Linked DNA regions of Rattus norvegicus: region 1 is linked to region 2. Evidence: chromatin contacts called from public Hi-C data. All regions are on one chromosome and are shown on one strand. The core of a region is the stretch at or near the end of the contact, and the rest is flanking DNA. Distances in the headings are between cores, read along the strand shown. Region 1 overlaps LOC120094777 (a long non-coding RNA gene). Region 2 overlaps Dlgap1 (DLG associated protein 1).

The links. A called contact is a pair of places that touch in the nucleus more often than the background predicts.
Region 1: a Hi-C map of Schwann cells shows a contact between it and region 2, with 6 times the contacts expected there. The contact joins two enhancer-like sites. A contact is called at or near these places in 11 of 12 Hi-C or Micro-C datasets (the A7r5 cell line, the Rat2 cell line, Schwann cells and 6 more) and 1 of 1 datasets of contacts at active chromatin or transcription factors (oligodendrocytes).

What each region holds. Positions count from the first base shown.
Region 1 is chr9:118,311,043-118,316,711 of GRCr8, forward strand. It overlaps LOC120094777 (a long non-coding RNA gene), which reads left to right. Exons shown (of 3, transcript XR_010055098.1): 2 at 1-2,813; 3 at 3,978-5,360. Among named protein-coding and RNA genes, the nearest start is that of Myl12b, 21 kb to the right of the region's middle. Within about 2 kb of position 3,884, at least 11 of the 93 cell types and tissues checked have an H3K27ac peak or open chromatin away from gene starts, as enhancers often do. A contact at or near this core is called in the A7r5 cell line and Schwann cells, where this site is marked.
Region 2 is chr9:118,102,387-118,108,096 of GRCr8, forward strand. All of the region lies in intron 7 of Dlgap1 (DLG associated protein 1), which reads left to right. All of the region lies in intron 2 of LOC102555426 (a long non-coding RNA gene), which reads right to left. Among named protein-coding and RNA genes, the nearest start is that of Tgif1, 99 kb to the right of the region's middle. Within about 2 kb of position 3,560, at least 66 of the 93 cell types and tissues checked have an H3K27ac peak or open chromatin away from gene starts, as enhancers often do. A contact at or near this core is called in the A7r5 cell line and Schwann cells, where this site is marked.

The DNA.
Region 1 (5,669 bases), core at 2,634-5,133, 210 kb after region 2:
GTGGACTCTGCTTTAACATCTGGCCAAGGGGGCATATCTTACCGTCATTTCTGACTTTGGTGATGCAGGGAGCCCAAAGGAGTGAAGATGCCCTTGGCCTGGCTTAGCCCACTCAGCCATCATCTGCCAGCCCTCACAGCCAAGGACCCCAGAGTTTGCCAGCCCTCTTCAGCCACTAGGAGATAAGCCATTTTGTTACATCCCTCCAGTTCATGAAGAAAGTAGGACAGTGTCTTTGTGTTTTCTAAATCCAAAGTATCTTTTCAAAGAAAAGTGTACCAACAAGACTTAAAATTGAGCTATGTTCTGATTATATCTAAGTCAAGCGGCAAAGGGGCGAGAGTGTCGGACGCACGGCGCTCAGGCAATAAAGAAGGGAGAACTCACAGCAAAAGCCGTGTACATGAGAAAATGGCTATGCGCTGAAGAGATCAGCAAAGGTATTAGCAACCTTCACAACTGAGGAGAGTGTAGAAATGTTTATTTAGTTTCTAGAAAATTGCCTGTTTCCTCTTTGTAACAATTTGATTACATCCATATGTCTTCCGCCCCGGCCCAGTCTGCCACCTTGAGGGGCCAGCTCCCTTTGTAGGTCCTTCCCAAAGCAGCCATCTTAGACTGGCCTAGGGTTCTACCTCGTCTGTCCGCTGCTCTCCCTCCCACCCTCACCCTCATCAGTACGCCATGGACTTCCAGACAGCTAATGACCCGCACTGCCTGCTCTAATCCGCGAGCCTGTTAGATGAAAGGAGTTTCTGTTCTTGTTGGGTTAATGTTCTGGGAAGAGACTTTTAACAGACTCGTGGGTAAGGTAGGAAAAAAAAAACATCAGACTGTGGTACAGATTAAGAGGATGTTGGGGGTAAAAAAAAAAAAAATCTTCGTGTTCTCTTCTAGTTAGGAACCAACACACAAAATGGGGAAGGAAAGAGGCTCAGACACAACAGACCTTTTGGGTTAGGGAGGGGTTTCTCAGAATCACTGATTAAAGTTGGCAGGCAGAATAGTTTTCTAAGATTGCTCTGTTTCTATAGACAAAAGCAGGCACTGTTTCCCAGTGCCTCTGTGTCTGGAAGTTCTTGTCCTTCTTATATTAAAGGTTCAGGTTCTGTCATGGTTTTCAGATAGTAAATGCCCCCTACAGGCCCTTGTGCTGAGAGCTTAGCTCCTAGCTGTTGGGGATTGTTTTGGAAGCTTCTGGAAACTTTAGAATATAGTATCTCCTAGCTGAAGGAATATGTCACAGTATGGATTTGAAAGTGATACTTGGGGAGCTGAAGGGGTTTGCAACCCCATAAGAACAACAATACCAACCAACAAGGACTAAATCACCATCCAAAGAGTGCACATGGACAGACCCATGGCTCCAGCTTCATGTGTAGCAGAGGATGGCCTTGTTGGGCACCAAAGGGAGGAGAAGCCCTTGGTTCTACCAAGGCTGGATCCCCCAGTGTAGGGGAACGTCAGGGTGGGGAGGCGAGAAGGGTTAAGTGGTTGGATGGGGAAAAGGGGATAACATTTGAAATGTAAATAAAAATATATCCAATAAAAAAAAAAGAAAAAGAAAATGATACTTGATCCCCAGTCCACAAAAAGAATTAACATAGGCCCAGCAGGGCAGTGGTAGCAGGTGCCTTTAACCCCAGCACTGTGGAGGTAGAGGCAAGTGGATCTCTGTGAGTTTGAGGCCAGCCTGGTCTACAGAGTGAGATCCAGGACAGCCAAGGATACACAGTGAAACCTTGTCTTGAAGACAAATAAAAAGCAACAAGAAGAAAAGAAGAATTAACATAGGCTCAAAAGTTGTAAAAAAAAAAAAAAAACAAAACCCTTTTTATGTAACTCAAATGTGAAATTTAAGGGCAATTTCTTCTTCATCATCTTCTTCATCATCACCATCATCACCATAAGTCAGCAGCTCTGCGGTTGGGTAGGCAAGCCAGTCCCACCTCTGATAGACTGAGAAAACAGAGAACACAGAGGCCAAGAGACCAATGAAGAGCTTGGAGTAGGAGTTCTGCTACAACTGGCTGTGACATTGCAAGGGAGAGCAGGGGGCACTGGGTCATTAGTCTCATCTGAGAAGTGGGAGTTGCTTTCCTAAAATGCCTTTTAGCAAACAGACTCCCGCTCCCAACTATGAACAGACTACCGCAGACATTTCCAAACCTGTGGCTATTGTGGAAACTTGATCTGTGGCTTTATGTTACATTCTGGTCCAGTTCTTAGGGTTGCCAAGGTAACTGACCAGCACGGAGGCCAACAATGGAACTTCCGGAGGAAATAGGTGTCATTCTCCAGCAAGCAGATTTTCAAGAGTAGCTTTGACAGCCTCCTGGGGTGTTACACATTGCAACTCAATAACAGCTGTCTTTCACACTGATAAACTAGGACAACAGCAATTGACACTACATTGCTCTGGGCAAAAAAGTAGCTTCTTTCTCTCTCTCTCTCTCTCTCTCTCTCTCTCTCTCTCTCTCTCTCTCTCTGTGTGTGTGTGTGTGTGTGTGTGTGTGTGTGTGTGTGTGTGCCTGCACACAGTGCATGGAAAAAGGTTATTTCCATGCAAGCAAAGCATGGGAAAAGGTTATCTGGGAATCTATAGTCAGCCCCTTACACGAGCTGAAGTCCGTTTGCACTGAGGTGATTAGGAAAGAGCAGTGTAGGGAAGCGTCCGGATGTATTTTCACGGAGTCCAGGAGAGGAAACAGATTTCATCATACTCCTTTGGAAGGGGGATCTGAAAGGAAGCATTGTGCCCTGAGAACCCAAGACAGCAGACGCAGGACTGGAGGGATTAGGACTTCCTGAAGGTATGTCCAAAATGATTTCTCATATTTAAACATGAACATGCCTATTCATATGCATTCCACAGAATATTTCCATCCCCACCCCACCCCCCAGCCAAACACTTTCAGGTCTTTTATTCATTTGGTATTTTTCTGGCATTATTCTAATGATATTTCCAGGAGATGGGGAGTTGGGGGAGGAAATAGCAATAAAAAGAAGCTGTCTTACAAGCTATTTGTGTTGTCTTGAGACATTTAGGTTGGATGACTTGTTAGAGTACATTGCATAGAGCTATTAAACAGATGCTGCTCGAATTTTTTGAGGCAGAAAAATAAGGCATAATTTTACAACACAATTTCACACACATCTACCGGCTTGTGGTCTCTGCGATAGATGTGATAATGGCAAGAATGATAAAGACTTGCTCACATGTTCACATGACCATGGGACCAGAAGTGAATGAGGTGGGACCTGCCTGCCAGCCCAAGGAAACTGGGAGATTTAAGGTCAGGGGATAGTTTGAGCCCAGGATTCTCAAAGACTGCAGAGCTGGATTCTGGAACTTTCTAATCACTTAACAAATATTTATACATGAATTGATGGTGGATGAATGGAAGGAAGGAGGAAGGAAAGAAAGAGTTAGGGAGGAGGAAGAGGGAGTGAGGAGGAAGAGGGAGTGAGGAGGAAGAGGGAGTGAGGAGGAAGAGGGAGGGAGGAGGAAGAGGGAGGGAGGAGGAAGAGGTAGGGAGGAGGAAGAGGGAGTGAGGAGGAAGAGGGAGGGAGGAGGAAGAGGGAGTGAGGAGGAAGAGGGAGGGAGGAGGAAGAGGGAGTGAGGAGGAAGAGGGAGGGAGGAGAAGGGAGGAGGAAGGACAGGGAGGGGGACGGAGGAGATAGGCACTTGCTATGAGTTCTCATAAAAATCAAATCCCAGAAACTGCTCCCTAAATCTGGAATGCAGAGACGCATGAATTTCCTGTAGGGACTTTGCATGAAATTGTCCTCTAAAGAGCTCTTGACAAAGTGGGGCCAGTGCTCTGAAGTCAGACTGCGCGCTACTCTACAGTTTAAGCTCCTTAGGGAATGGTTTACTACAGTACCAAGAATAATAGTGACACCTAGTGACACTTCCAGTTATCGTCTCTAAACAACTGCGCTTGACAACTGTGTTTTGGTTTTTGGTTTTAAAGGAAAGCTCCACTGAGACCAAGTACAAAGGCGACAAGTGTATTCTGTGACCGCCACCATCTTTTCAACCCGAGAAGTCTTTCTTCAAAACTGTAGTATGTGGGCCAGCCTGGTCTATTTACAGAGTGAATTCCAGGACAGCGGCACCACACAGAGAAACCCTGTCTTGAAGAAAAAAACAAAAAATGAAACAAACTAACAACAAAAGAAAAGAAAAAACTTCAATCTGTAATAAACTTCCACATCCTCTTTCAGTTTCTGAGTGACACTCTCTCGGGATCTCTCCGCCCTAAGTTCTTCAACAGTTTCTACATTCAGATTCCAAGGCTTGTGCTCATACATAATGCATAACATTTTTAAAAAATTTAGTATTACTTACCAGTTTGGGTGTTTCGTCTGCATGTTTGCCTGTTCACCATTTACGTACCTGGTGCCCTAGGAGGCCGGAAGCGGGAGTTGGATCACCTGGAACTGGAGTTATGGCGGTTATGAGGCTCCCTTCATGGTGTGCTGGGAAGTCAAACCTGCAGCCTCTGTATGAGCAGCAAGTGGTCTTAACAAGGAGCCATCTCTCCAGCCCCTGTAAGGCATAACATGATAACTTATCACGCTAAACAGTAATACATGCATGGATCATGCTAAGAGCTCGGACACGTCATGAGCACCTTACTGGGTCGTGCTGCCAGATCACGGAAGGCGGGGGCGAGCTGAGGGTTGCTCTGAAGAATGCCTGAGAAGCATTCTAGGAAAGATCTGAGTTCAGGAAAAGGGGTTAAAGGTCCATACTGAGCCCAGGGCAGCTTTTGCCCCAGGCTGCCACCTATTCCTCCCTGAGAGATTTTATCAGTGCAAGATAATTTCTGTCTGTCATAGTTTTTCTCCCTGAAGCCTTCCAAAACCTCCTGTTCCTTCTCAATCCTCAGCCCCTGTTCAGATTAAGGTGGCACCGCCTGGCCTTGAGTCTCCTGCAGGGAGACTGCAGATACGTTTGTACAATTTTCCTTTTCTTTGTCTATTGTCAGTCTAGCCCAGTGTCCTGGCTGGTTTTATGATACAAGGTGGTCATTGAGGAGGGAGCCTCAATTGAGAAAATGCCTCTATAAGATCACGTTGTAGCAAGCCTGTAGGGCCTTTTCTTAATGAGTGATCCATGGGAGAGAACCCAGCCCATTGGTGGGTGTTGCCACACCTGAGTTTTCATCCTAAGTTTATAAGTAGGCTGAGCAAGCCATGATAAGCAAGTCAGTAAGCAGCAGCCCTCCACGGCCTCTGCATCAGCTCCTGCCTCCATGTTCCTGCCCTGCTTGAGTCCCGGACCTCATCACTTTTGACAATGAACTGTTATGTGGAACTGTGAGCAAAGTAAACCCTTTGCTCCCCGCGATGCTCTTTTGTCTTTAGAGTTTCATCACAGCAATAGAAACGCTGACTAAGACACCCAGCCACTCACGTTACTGAGCTCTCCACTTCCCTCTAACTGAAGAGCGTCTTTTTTTTTTTTTTTTTTTTTTTTTTTGGTTCTTTTTTTCAGAGCTGGGGACCGAACCCAGGGCCTTGCGCTTCCTAGGCAAGCGCTCTACCACCGAGCTAAATCCCCAACCCCGAAGAGCGAAGAGCGTCTTGATTAGACTGTAGGTCCCAACTGTTTAATCGGGAAGTTGTAGGCTTGATGTTTTTGTCAGGAAGGTCAGAAG
Region 2 (5,710 bases), core at 2,310-4,809:
GTCTCTTCACTTCTCAGTCCTGTGAGGCCCAGATTGGCTTCAAAGTCACCATGTAGTAGCCCAGACTTGTCTTGCACTGTTGATCCTCCCACTTCTCAAGGGCTACCGCACCCAGATGGAGAGCAGGCCATTCTTATCTTTTCATAACCCTGGCCCCTGAATTCCAGCTAAGCAAAGTAATTTTGAAAGTGTGCGAGGGGGTGCTAATCTGAGGGCTGAAGGCCAGACAATGCTAGTCTGAGAGCTAAAGATCAAACGATGCTAGTCTGAAGGCTTAAAGTTGGAAAGATGCTAGTCTGAGGGCTCAAGGTCGGGACAATGCTTCTTAACAGTGCCACTGTCTAACCCTAAACCTATGATACAAGGGAAGATTCTTTCGTGTGTTACATCATGGGTGGAGGTGGAGATTTCTGGAATGGGGTTTACACCTCTTTTCTGTCCTTATATGGAGCTTGGGGGTTTGTCATTGAGCCAGATAAATGGTTACGGGAATTTTGCAAGGCCCATACTACGGAGATGTCATAATCCCAGGAAGTTAGCTGTCATCTTTGGCCATGCTGGTCCCAGCTGGTTTTGAGTAGTCTTGAGTTGCTCTCACATATATCCTGCTGTGAGACAGCTCTGGGCCTGTGTGGGCCTATGGCAGCCATGCCTGTTTTAGACATCAGTTGAATGATAGAGGAGTCTTTCTTTCAAGAGTAAAAAAAAAAAAAAAAATGAGTGCTGAAAATTCAGCCTTGGGGGTTAGGAGGTTACAGCCTATCGAGACAAAGAATAACTTAACCTAGAGAGGAAGCATTCGTGTCTGTTCTGGGGGTACCTGAAGGTTTGCTTCTCAGGGAACTTGGGTGCTGCTTCCTGGATCACTCAACTATTGTGGTGATCCTCCCTCTCGCCTGCTATGGTCATGGCAGTTGACAAATGCCATGACTTTGGACGATGTGTGTCATTTAGCAAACAGAAGACTCTTGGTAGTCACTCCGGCTGCATATTAGATCTAACCAGCCTTGACCAGCTCACCAAAAGAAGGACTTTAACCATCAAGACATCCTCTCCACAGAGAAAACCAAGATGAGGGTAGGGCGGAGCGTGAATAAGTCACCTAGGCACCACACTGGTAACCTATCTGCCAACAGAATGCCTACTTACGGACTTAGATTCAGAAGGAGGGGCTGGAGAGATGGCTCAGCGGTTAAGAGCACTGACCGCTCTTCCAGAGGTCCTGAGTTCAATTCCCAGCAACCACATGGTGGCTCACAATCATTAGACCAGAGGGATCTATGACCTCTTCTGGTGTGTCTGAAGACCGCTACAGTGTAGTCCTATACATAAGAGAAATAAATAAATAAATAAATAAATAAATAAATAAATAAATAAATCTTTTTTTTAAAAAAATTGAGAAGGAACTGGACAGATAACAGACTATGTAACTGCCCTGTCAGACCAGAAGAGCAGAGCCCCTGCTTCCCAGAGGCCAGCCATTTGGAAGGACAGTGCAGATGTCTTCCAGCAAGTGGTGGCAGCCACACTGATACCTGGACGGAGAGGGAGAAGGAAGAGACTCCACAGCAGGAATCCCAAGGCAAAGTGGGGAAACTTGAGTAAAGTATGATTGGTCAGGAAAAGGGGGGGTCTTGGGGCGAGAAGGCTGGCAGAATGGGGAAGTGGGAGTTCCCGCAGCCCTAGATGGGATACCATATGCAAGCCAGGGTGACAAGCTGGGTGTTCCACATTTTCACCGTGTCTCCGAGTATGTACAACAGTTTGAACGCAGGGACAATTAACTGATCATCCAGGATGCCCAATTAGAAAATACTTTTGACAAACAAAAGCATTTGACCTCTCCCCTACTTTGTACACAGATCCGGACAAACACGATTCATGCAACAATACCCCGTTCCTGACCACAGGGCACTCTGGTATTTCTATTTAAACATTTTCCTTTCTAAATAGTGAAACTGCATGACTCACTCGGCTGATCTCATGACTCATTAATAAATCACAACCTGGAGGTGTAGAAACCTGAGGTAGGAAATGGCTATGATAAGTAGAAAGATCCAGAGACCCAGAAAGGGACAAACAGGACATAGAATGACTCTAGAATGAGCTAAGAGACAGGAGGATCAGAAGGATCGTGGCCAGAATTCTGGCTTGAACAGTGGGTTCACAAAAGTCATGAGTTTGGGGCTAAACAAGGAGCATAAAGATAGAGCGGTTGGCTTGACTTAGTTTCGTTTCGTTTTGTTTTTAAACCCCACCTCTATTTTTGGTAAATCCAAATGTATTCTGGAATTTCTGAGCTTTATTAAGATAGGGACCAAAACAAATGTGTACAGGTGTAGGTTGGAGGACTATTCAGAACAACGTCTAGTAAAGAACTCAGCCGTGCTTTGCTGCGGTGGTATAGGGTTTTACGAGGCTCAGAATATGTACATTAGGCAGAGACAGTCTATTTAGTAACTTCGGTTGACAGAAGTTTCTGCAATGAGCTAACATCCAATTTAGAGTTCTCAATCACTGGTCTTGGGCTCTTCCAGGCATTTCTTAAGGAAACTAAAAGATTAAACACCTCGAGGTTTATTCTGCGGCACTCTTCTCTTGAACGGAGGCTCAAAGGACGCCTTTCCTGTCTCTTTTCACAGCCTCCCCAGTCCCAGGCTTCCTCCAACCAAATCCTTTCTTTTGCAAAGCCTTGGGGTGGCGGTAGCTTGTTGCTAATGGAGGGTGTTGAACAATGGGTGTTTCTGAGCTGGGTTTATGGAGGCGGTCTTGTCTGTGTCCTGGGGGTAGATTGTAAACGAGATGTCAACGGGGGCTCCTTTGTCTGGGCGGCATTCATCCCTCCCAAGAGGAATTCCCTTACAGAGCTGGGATTTAAAGTCGTTTTCTTGCTCTCGGTAAACTCCATCCAACGGCAGAGTAAGGAGCGACCAATGAGTCACTCTTCCTTCTCCGCTTAGCAAGGCAATGACTCGGCTATTTACATGTACAAAGGAAGGTTCCTAAAGTTTCTGGGATTATTCTCAACAGTTGAGCCTTTTACCCTGCGGTTAGGAACGCTGGTTAACCCCTCGAGAGGGAGCCTAGCCCCTAGCTGTTTTTCCCTCACTCCCTCTTCCTTGATTGGCTCACTTTCTCTTTTAAATCCAAGAACAGAAACGGCACAACTTCCCGCTGCCTTAAACCATCTTCTCCCCTTCCCCCTTCCTGGTTTCTCAGAAGAGGACCGCAATTCTAGAGCTATAATTACTGCGGGCAAAGCTTGGCCGAACTCCACCCTTAGGAGATTAGGCTACGTTTTATTGCCTCTCAGCCAGGTGCCCAGGGTGACAAGACTAGCCTTTATCTGAGGGCTTGATGAGGTTATCAGCAACTCAAACGGGCTGAAGCTCCGGCAGCTGCCATCAAAAAGGTTCTCTTCTCTAAGGGTTTATTGGTAGCTGATTTACATCTGCCCACCAGCCCTACTCGCCTTGGGTTTTCCTTGATTCCAGATCCTTCTCCTGTATTTTCTGTTTGGAACGAAAGCCACAGTGACTGGGCAGTTTCAAGGGTGAGCAGAGTCAGCCTCCAGTCTGTTGCGTCAAGGCACGAAGCCCTGCAACACCAATGCTCAGGAGGTTTCCAATGTTGATGGTCTCCCTTTTGAATTTGTTTCTCACAGTCATTTCTTTATTGAGAAAGGGCACACACCAAGGCTAGAAGCCACTTTGCTGGAGCTGTTTCTCTCCTGCCCTGTAGGTTCCAGGGATTGAACTCGGGTTAGCAAGCAGGCGATTCACCGAATAGCTATCAGCCCAAAGTTACCATTTAATAAAATCTGACCTACGATAATAGAAATCTGAAAGAAAAAAATTTATTGCCTTTCATTTTTACAGTTCATTTTAAAAACAAGAATATAATCCACACCAGGAAGTGGGAACAGGGCTTGTTTGGTGTCATAAGTGTGTCGAGTGTTTGATCAGTCACCCGGGCAGCTCACTAACATATCTGTCTACCCACACATCAGTTTGAAAAGACTGTTTTGGCTGTTGCTGGGGGTGGGGCTCCCCGGGTGCTGGGCAAGCGGTATACCACAAGCTATATACCCCACCTCCTTGTATTCTGCAATGCAGGTTGCAGCCAACAATTATCTCAGGGTTGCCTGAGTATAAACTAGAGCCTAGAGCACTGAGCCACGCATTCAAAGATGATCTGTGCAGATGGGTCCAACAAAACCTACTGTGGACCCACTCTCCTGTCTGAAAAAAAAAAAGCTATCTTAGAAGTTGGCCTGTTGGTAGGGAATGGGGAAAAGGTGGCTCAGACAGCACAGCCTTGACTATACAATGCTTATCTCAAAAGACACAGCATCCAGTACCATTTGCGACCTAGACATCACCCTAACCTGTGGAAAGAACACAGTGAAAGGATCCTCCAGGGACCTCTGCCATTCATTAGGATAAAACTAACAGAATGTCTCCTGTGCTGGTGAACCAACAGACCCCCAGAACTATACCAAAGCAGTGACAGGACACTGATCAAACCCAACTGCACACCAGGAGGGTATGCTGAAGAGGCAGAGGTAGGAGGGTCAGGAGTTCTAGACCAGCCAAAGCTATACTTTTAGACTAGGTGTGGTGGCTTTTTAACCCCAGCACTCAGGAAACAGAGGCAGGCAGATCTCTTTCCAAGACTAGCCTGGTCTACAGAGGTCTAGGCCAGCCAGGGCTACACACTACACAGTGAAACACTGGCTCAAAATAAACAAAACAAAATTAAAATATAAAAGAAACCCTGTATAGCCTCCACCCTCTATTGGTGGTCCAATAGAGAAAGTGATACCACCACAGCACCCCCCTGCTGGAAGCTCCGATTACTATAAGAATTGGCACGTGGTTTTAAGACACGACTCCTCCAGCCACGTTTCTGAAAGCCATCACTCAAAATCTGACCTTGGAACTGTCAGACCTGAGGGGGAAACTGCTAACAGTATGCCTACAGCATAACTTACTATCAAGGTTTGAATCACTGTATGTCGGTGGCTTGCAATCCCCAGGACCCGAGGGTTCCGGCTGTTGGTGAAGTTTCCAACCTGCACTCAGGCAGCACTGTTCTCTGGGAGATTCACGAGAGAATCTTTTTGTCATTGTTATTGAGGCAGTGCTTCATCTAGCCCAGGCTAGCCTTGAACTCACACTGTAGCAGAGGCTAGCCTTAACACCTGATCCCTCTGCCTCTTTCTTCATCTCCAGTGCTGGGATGACAAGTGTTCACCCACGATGTGCAGATACAGTGGCACGTCCGAAAAAATAAGTAACTTCTGTGGGAAGAGCAACTTTCCGGCCAGCTCTACCCCGTGGGAGAGCTGGGGCAAAGCAACCTCTCTCTTGGCCTCCTTTTTATCTGCTGGCTGTACCCTCCTCTGCAGGGTTGTTTTTGGAATTTAAAGAGACCAGCCTTGGGTTCATTAACACTCAGTGAATGGGGATAGAGGGTGGAGTAACTTGATACCAATTTTAATCTCGACTTCAAAGGGACTGCAAGGTCGTTGGGTTTTGTTTTGTTGAACTGAAATTTCGGCAAATGACAAGCATCCCCGTCCAGCTGTCTCTCTTTCCCATGCTAGAATACATCCCTGTTCTTGATAGGTGTATGCTCTACCACTGAGCTACACCCCAGGGTGGTAGGGCAGGTGCAGCCTTTAAGGGACACCTGGAGAGTCTCTTCC